Regions from separate parts of the Mus musculus genome. Here region 1 is linked to region 2. A link is a contact called in public HiChIP or PLAC-seq data. All regions are on one chromosome and are shown on one strand. Each heading gives the region's core, a stretch centred on a gene start, on an enhancer-like site or on the middle of the called end of the contact. The rest is flanking DNA. Distances are from core to core; before and after follow the strand shown.

Region 1 (4,293 bases), core at 100-2,599, 64 kb before region 2:
ATTCTAAACAACTCATTATTACTTTACAGTTCAGCACAGATGAGCTGAAATGGCTCTAATAACCATTTGCAGCAGGGACTCTTTGCTGGAGGCAGTGGCTCTCACCCAACCTCTTTTAAAATAGCCCCTGTATAGCTAGCCTCCAGCAGTAGGGCTGTGAGCAGAGTGAGTTACTTTGGGATGCTTCTCCTAACAGTGACTGGGAAGCAAGTCTGTCACACTCCTTCATGGCCACTGGAGGGAGACAATGAGTGCCACCTTTGGCTTTGAGATGGGTGTCCTGTTAAGACTGGCTTACTTTCAGATTGTCTGTATAAGACAACTCCTATCATGTCCATCCTATCTGAGCTACTGTGATACACATACACACCCCCAAACGCATGAAAGTGTCATTCCAGAGCCTACTTTGGTGGGGTACAGTAATGAACCCAGAGGTACCTAGCTAGTCAGTAGAGTGAGCTGCAAGAGCTACCCAGGCTCTTGCACTGTCCTCCCCCCCCCAGGTCCTCTCCCCCCACCCCCAGGTATAAAGAATGAGCAATTATAGCACTGGGCAGACATGCAGAATGTATTCCACGTTTTTGTGTATGTGGTTATTACCTAATAACTCTGAGTGCTATTACACTGAAAAGACCTCTCAAATGCTGTTTAATCTACAGAAATTCCCCAGGCCTTTTACACGGAGGGCCCCATGTTCTCACTCACCAGTGAGATACTTGGCCTTACTGTGTCACCCCATGTTCGTATTGGTCAACAGCTAGTGAATTAACACTATTCTTTTTAATTTCTAAACGTTTACCACGGAGTGATTTGTGTTATCCTGAGCTGATATGCTGATAATTTAAGACCCAACGTCACTGCATCAGAGGCAGATCCTTTCTATAGCTTCCTTCCTCTCCACGCACATGCTCAGAACAGAGAGCATGTGGAGAATTCAGTAAAAGGTGGCCATCTGCAGATGGTCTGCTGAGGGAAGTGGGCCCTCACCAGACAGTACTGCCTGCCAGACATTCATTAGGAGCTTGCTGCCTCCAGGGCAGAGAGGACTACATTTCAGCCAGCCGCTGTATTTTGTTACAACAGTCTAAGCTAACACAGCATTATAAGACCACACTTCCCAAATGATGCTTACCAGCTACTAAATTACAAACCAACAGATTTCATTTTCAGCTGACTTACAAAGTATCTTATTAAGACTAAGGTTGCATTGTAGAAGATGAAAAACTACCTTTAACACCCTCAATCTAAACCACAAAGTACAATGGGATTTTTCATTACATTATGCACATCTGCTCACAGACACCAACTGAACAGCAAGCCCATCCATCAATAATTATACAGAGGCCCAGAGGAGGCGTCTATGGATCTGTTCACCCCCAACAAACCCAATCTCAGTGGCAGGACAGAGCCTTGGACACTGCTGGGGCTTAGCCTGAAGCCTTCATTTGTATAGAGACCATATACAAAGACATGAGTGATAATTATTTTTTTAACTTTTATTTAAAGAGTAAATAATGTCATGTTTCTTGGTATCATCTCTCATATAGAGACCCCATCATGAATCTAACATAAAAATAGTTAAGGTCTGACTGCTTTACCATCTGAAATAATTGTGGCAGTTTAGGCTAAAGAGAGAAGAAGTATTAAACAATCAGAGAAACTCTATAAGTAGTATATAGTTTACCAGGCTTAAAGATTAAATAAAAATATAATCATGTATATGCATTTAAATATACGTACATACATTTAAAAGAAGTAGCAAGTACCAAAGCTCAGGGAATAGAAGTTTCTTTCAAAATTAAAAAGAGAACATGAGTTTTTGTGTTGTTTTATCAAAGATGTGAAAGGTAAGTGGTTTATACTTAAAGTTAGTATTTTAGAGACAAAATTTCAGTTTCCGATCTCCATCAAAACTCCCTTCTGTCAGGCATAGTGGTACACATCTTTGATCCCAGAACTTCAGTGGCAGAGGCAGGGGGACCTGAGTCCTCAGCTAGCCTGATCCACATAGTGAATTCCAGGACAGTCAGAGCTCCATAGTGAGACCCTGTCTCAAAAGGAAAAACCAACAAAACTCTCCTGGCTCTCACATGGCTGAAGAAAGACAGCCTAAATACACTGTCATTTGTACAGATAAAACAATAAATGTGTGGCTTTTTGGATTATGTATGGGAATTCTAAGATAGTAATTAATCCCTGAGTTAAGTTAATGTGTATTAGTAATGTTGTGTTTGTATGTGTATACACACACACACACATACACACACAATCCTTTTACAAAACTGCTTTTGCTGAAACTACCCTGAAAAAACTCCTATCAAGCAACATTTCAACCTTACTATAAAAAAACAGGCTTCCACATTGGCAGTGAACTTATACTAGAAAAATCTCTCTTTGTTCACACTGAATTCAATCGGTAAGTCCCATAATACTGTGTTTTCTTTCTGTGAAAGCTTAGCATGTTTTCTTGACACCGCAAAGGGGGTCACCCTCTGTGACATCTCACCTTAGCATTGGGAAATTGACATCTAACCCTGACACTCTGTCATACCCATTGAACTTACTATTTAGCATCACCTTTCATATGTATGTATGTATGTATGTATGTATGTATATGTGTGTGTGTATGATGTTTAACATCTACATTATATAAATACTGAAAATCTTCATACACACTCAGTTGTATACTTTATTATAAGTCATATCAGTTTAGGAGAACAAATCTGGAGTTTATTACAATTCAAAACAATGAAAAGATACATTTTCATATTTCAAAAAAGGTGCAAATAAACTGTATTTAATTGTCTTTCATTATAAAGACTCTGCTTGTCAGTGGTGAGTAGCCTGGAACACTAAGCAGAATGTAAGAAGTATCCTGTCCTTTCTTTCCCAGGCCTGGAGATGCACCATTATAAATCTACACAGCAAAGTGGTAGCTCTCCCTGGAAGCTCACGGTATCTGTATTAGCTTTGAAAGTTCTTGTGATGTGAAGATGTAATTTAGACTTGATTCTGGGACAGCATATGCTTTTCATATTGATCAGACTTTAAAGGGGATCCCAGTCTTCCAGATCTGGTCTTGCATGTGCCTTCAGCACATTTTGCAATCAATTCTGAAAATAATCTGAAAATCTTCCAAGCACACAAAAGTAGAAGATTCTCTAGACTGGCCCTGGCCCTGGCCCTGGCCCTGAGGTCACAGGCCCTCTCTGGAGGTCACAGGACCTCTGTGAAGGTTTTATCAGAGAAATAAAGATGAGAAAATGTGAGGGGCATTCCTTTCTGCCAGGAGACCTCAGGTTTTCTGCCTCAGTTCAACTGAAAGCCTCCAATACACTAAAAGTCACAGGGTGGCGTGCTGGCTGTGCTCAAGAATCAGCAGGCCGGGTCACCTCCATCAGTGCTGATGGACATTTCTCTAGGCAATGACCAACAAAAATCCAGCTGCACTCCTCAGCTCCATGTTTAGAAGCAGCAGCAGGGATAAACAGACCAGACAATGTGGGAAGCCACATGTGCCGTTGCAGAGTGGCACTGACTACTGCTGGCCACCACGCATAAGTTTGGACAAACAACCAATGTGTACATATACAGTAAAGTTTTTTGCAAAGATACTGCCTGGTCCGGGCATGATAATGAGGCTTTGGGAATATAACCAATCAGATGTTTGACATGCAAATGAGGTATGATAATGAGGCTCTGTGAGGTACAGAGAGAGTAGCCAATCAGATGTGAGACATGCAAATGAGGTATGATAATGAGGCTCTGTGAGGTACAGAGAGAGTAGCCAATCAGATGAGGAACATACAAATGAGGCTTAGTGCATAACCAATCCGGGTGTGAGACACGCCTCTCCTAGGCCTATATAAGCAGCACCAGTTCTGGGCTTGGGGTCTCTTCGTCTCTGCAATCAAGCTCACCCAATAAACGTGTACAAAAGGATCCTGTTGCAGCGTCGTTACTGCTGGCCAGTCCAGCGTGCGCAAGAAGACAAAGGAGAAAGACTATGAAAGATCTAGAGCATGGTTCTTAACCTTCTTAACACTGGGACCCTTTGATACCGTTCTGTGTGTCGCGGTGACCCCAACCATAAAATTATTTTCATTGCTACTTCATATCTTTAATTTTGCTACTGTTATGAATCATAATGTAAACATCTGATATGCAGGTGGTCCTAGGCAACCCCTGTGAAAGAGTCATTTGGTCCCCAAAGGTGTCGAAACCCACAGGTTAAGAACTAGTGATCTAGAGAGAGGAGGAAATGGTGACAATGTCTACAGAAGGAAAAGTGCC
Region 2 (4,078 bases), core at 656-3,155:
CACTCAGTGGGGCTTGTAAGAACACGATTGGATGATGAAAGGAGAGAGTACAAGGGAATAGATGCCTCAGGTGATAAATGCTCACCTCCTACCCTTGAGTTCGCTCTGCAGAACTCAGAAAACAACGGCTGGACATGGTGGTATGCAGTTAACACACTAGAGCTAGGCAGATCCCTGGAGCTAACTGGGCTGCCCACCCAGTCTCCTTGGTGAGTTCTAGGCCAATGAGAGATGCTGTTTTAAAAACAGGGGGCAGTGGGTAACCTTACATGGCTGCTATGATCTTTGAGGTGAGGGAGTATCTTGGATATTCTTGGTGGGCCCAATATAATCACAGGGGTCACTGAAGAGAAGGCAGGAAGGCCAGAAAGTTGGAGTCAGGAGAGGAGAGGGGAGGGGGGGAGGAGGGAGAGGGGAGGGGGAGGGGAGGGAGAGGGGAGGGGGAAGAGGAGGGGGAGGGGGAAGGGAGGGGAGGGGAGAGGAGAGGAGAAATAGACCCAAAGGTTTTAGAGAGGAGAGGAGAAATAGACCCAAAGGTTTTAGACATCTCAGTAGTTGCCTAAATGTGGGCCTTAGCAGAAGAGTATCAATAAAGCCCCAGTACAGGGGAACGCCAGGGCCAAAAAGGGGGAGTGGGTGGGTAGGGGAGGGGGGGTGGGTGGGTATGGGGGACTTTTGGTATAGCATTGGAAATGTAAATGAGCTATATACCTAATAAAAAATGGAAAAAAAAGAAAACAATGATTAAAAAAAAAAAAAAAAAAACAAGGAGTGCTGGCAGCCTATAGCAGCTAGAACCCTCTGGCCACAGAAGCAGTGTAACCCACGGACACCCTGAGCTTATCCCAGTGAAAGCAGACCTTCTGGCTTTCAGAACAATAAGATAATAGATAGGGATTGACTTACACTACTCTCTCTTCATTTGCTAAAGCCTCAATAGGAACAAGTACACATGATACCCCAAGTTTCCTGAAGCTGTTCAAGAAACACATTTTTGTCATAATACCCTTCTACTCCTAGTAGCACAAAGCTAAGGAGCATCTACTCCACTCTGCTTTAAAAAAAAAAAAAAAGAAGGGGTCATGAACAAAGAACTCTAGCATGCCTGAAATGCCTCCACCCTACTGTAGCCAACATTTCACCTGCAACGTTTCTGCAGACACCAGCCTCAAACCACACTTTCATGCTGCACGCTGCAATCAGGCTGACCGTGAAGTGTCACGCCATCAAATCCTGCTCCCACGCTCTACCACAAACACTGCATCCTGATTAAGCTTCTGTTACAAGATTCAGAGCTCTACGCAGCTTGGTCGGCTTTCTAACCAGTTCTCTCTTCCCCATGTCTGAACTCCACCCAACAACAGGCTTTCTCACACTGTCCTGATGGAGGGCCTCTCTGCCCTCTGTGCTCTGACCTCGGCAGTAATATACTCCCTACCTATGTTCCGCATTCTGCTGGTGAGAACATTTCTTTCCTGGCCTATCTGAAGTGACACTTCCTCCACCACATCCCCCTCGTACTAACACTGTTCGTTTGAGGGCCATGGCCTTTGTAAAGCTAGAACCCAATAAAATACTCAGTGGTAACTTAGGACATCGATTTTATTCTCGTATCTTCCCCCTCCTGAATCGAAACTTACCAGAACTGCCATATATTTTGTGACACCTAGTTTAAGGCCGTCAAGAACTGGTAGCTTTCCTTTTGTAAGTTTTAATACCTTAATCTTGATATTTTCTCATCGGATACCCTTCTTTCAACATTTAAATCCCAGCCTTAGGGCCTCTGTGTGCAGAACCTGTTTGTTCATAAAGTATGTTTATTTCTCCACCCACGGCAGCCTTGTCTAAAAGCTCCAGGGGACTGCCACTCCTTTGTTGTAACTTTCATCATTCACGCATTCCAAACTTGCAAAAGGTCTCTAGAATCTGCTCTCATCCATCTTTGTAACGATGAAATTAAACCAGGGGACGCCGTTTCCAGGGAAAGCAAATCTTTGACTGAGGACACTTTAATAGCTTGTAGTTAAAATGATACTATTTAAGCGTCAGCTGGGAAAGGTCTACTGTGGAAACCACATTTTTCTCAATGAATGTTTTGGCAAATTAATAACACTGCCCATGAGGTGTGATAACTGCCGGTTTCACGGGCCTTCACCAGAGCCCACCAAGGGTAAGATGCTTGCACGACTGTATGGCTAAACTCTCATGTTAAGAGGTGGCCACTAGCATGCAGCAGCCACGTCCAGAAAGCAGCAAGAGGCATCCAGGGGGGAGCGTGGATGATCAGGATCATCACTCGATCATGATCGCTCCTCATGGTTATACACGTCCCTTGTTTGGGGATAAGTTTCTCAGATTCTCTAAGTCTTGATTTCCATGCCTCGAACACGAGGACCAAGTGAGGCATTATGAAAATTAGAAACAAAAAAATTAATGGATATAGGAAGCTTAATCTAGCATCCACTACTAACACGAAACTTTCAAATACAGTCAAGCAGAGTATATGCACTGAGACTCCAGAACTGTGGTAAAAATGGTAGAATCTTACACCGAAAATGTTTTAACTACACCAAAATATTCTTCCGTTTTTCTATTTTACCTTCTCAAATTTGTACTTATTGCAATTTCACTTTAAAACATTACCACCAAGTGGTCTGCATTTAAAGGAACAACGTATTTCTAACATATACTGGAATTATATACATGTGCAATATGTCTATGCATTAATACATAATTATTCATATGTATATATTACATCTGCTAGTTTAAATCATATTCCATTTTTATAATTTTTCTCTATTAATATTACTTATAAAAGTGTATTAAAATTAGTAATTGAACCAAGCTAATAATGTCAAAAATAACAAATTAAATCATAGCCTTCATACAAAAGAACTCTCTTCATTTTCACTGCCACGACTTCCTCTCCTTGGCCAGAGAAAAGACATCGCAACACTCAAGTTCTTGGCCATTTGGCCAGATGTGGCGGGTTAAACATTTGGCTGATTATTTGGGCTCTTGAGGCCAGCCATGCCCAGCTGAAACCTCTCTAGGGCTTTCTAATGATCTGATCACTGATGATCCAGAGCCAGGCTTGATTACTGAGCACATGGGGTTTCCTCTGGCAAGGTCTTGACTGGAGGGTTGTGTGTCAGCTTTTAGCTCCAAGACCAAACAGAAAATGTGTACCCTTTAACCAGAAATTCCATTTAAACATTATCCTGAAAAAAACAAAACAAGTCAAATGTACACATACAAAAATGTCCCTTGAAGCTTTCTTCCCTACTGTTAGGAAAGAAGAGGTGGTTAACAAATTAGATTTCCAAAACATGGAGTCATTAATCAGAATGAGGTACATCTTCCTATACGCCTCGACCTAGAAAGATGTATAATAAATTAAGTGAGGTGGGGGAAGTGTTAGAACAAACCAGAAGGCATGAACCCTTTTTAAATTGCATTCCAGTTTGCCTGTGGCATGAGCATCTTTTCACGTTTCAATTTGCTGCCACTACTGTGTGATGAGGGGCAAAAACAGCACCCAGGACCAGACCTACTCAAACCCCAGCTCCTCCACTGCCAACCGGTAACCCCACCTCCTCTTCCTGTCTTCCCTTCCTTCAAACGGGGATAACTTGCTCCTTCTAATCCGCTGACAAATTAAGTAAAATGCTTGGTTTAGAATAAAGTCCTTATCCACATACTTATCCTGGAGATAAATACTACATGCTTCTGCTTATAGCAGGCACCTTGAACAGCCACAGAGACAGAAAGAAGGGTGGCACTGAGAATAGGAAACCAGGAGTCAGGCCCAATGGGCAGAGTTTAAGTTCTTCAGGATAAAGTGTTCTGGAACTCTGGAGATGGACCATGTGGCTGACTACACAACAGTGTGAACATACTGTCCAAAGTCTGTCCACTTTTAAAAAGTGGAGATGGCTATCTTCGTGTTGCACTCGTGACTATAATCGGAAATACGTCCCTTCGAGCAGGACTTTGCCCAAATCTAGGGAAAGGAACTTTTAATGACAACAGATGCTAATAATATTATCGAATTATCACCACGCTGTGCCTCTTTAGG

What was found. HiChIP or PLAC-seq counts read pairs in DNA pulled down with a chosen protein or histone mark.
Region 1: a contact with region 2 is called in an H3K27ac HiChIP or PLAC-seq map of the HPC-7 cell line, with 6 times the contacts expected there. The contact joins two enhancer-like sites. A contact is called at or near these places in 1 of 15 datasets of contacts at CTCF or cohesin (the G1E-ER4 cell line), 9 of 484 Hi-C or Micro-C datasets (the G1E-ER4 cell line, the HPC-7 cell line, cerebral cortex and 5 more) and 3 of 115 datasets of contacts at active chromatin or transcription factors (the HPC-7 cell line, embryonic stem cells and intestinal villus epithelium).

The regions. Positions count from the first base shown.
Region 1 is chr2:69,039,592-69,043,884 of GRCm38.p6, reverse strand. The region is part of intron 4 of Cers6 (ceramide synthase 6); the gene reads right to left. Among named protein-coding and RNA genes, the nearest start is that of Gm52515, 73 kb to the right of the region's middle. Within about 2 kb of position 1,349, at least 40 of the 459 cell types and tissues checked have an H3K27ac peak or open chromatin away from gene starts, as enhancers often do. A contact at or near this core is called in the G1E-ER4 cell line and the HPC-7 cell line, where this site is marked.
Region 2 is chr2:68,976,173-68,980,250 of GRCm38.p6, reverse strand. All of the region lies in intron 3 of Cers6 (ceramide synthase 6), which reads right to left. Among named protein-coding and RNA genes, the nearest start is that of Gm52515, 10 kb to the right of the region's middle. Within about 2 kb of position 1,905, at least 58 of the 459 cell types and tissues checked have an H3K27ac peak or open chromatin away from gene starts, as enhancers often do. A contact at or near this core is called in the G1E-ER4 cell line and the HPC-7 cell line, where this site is marked.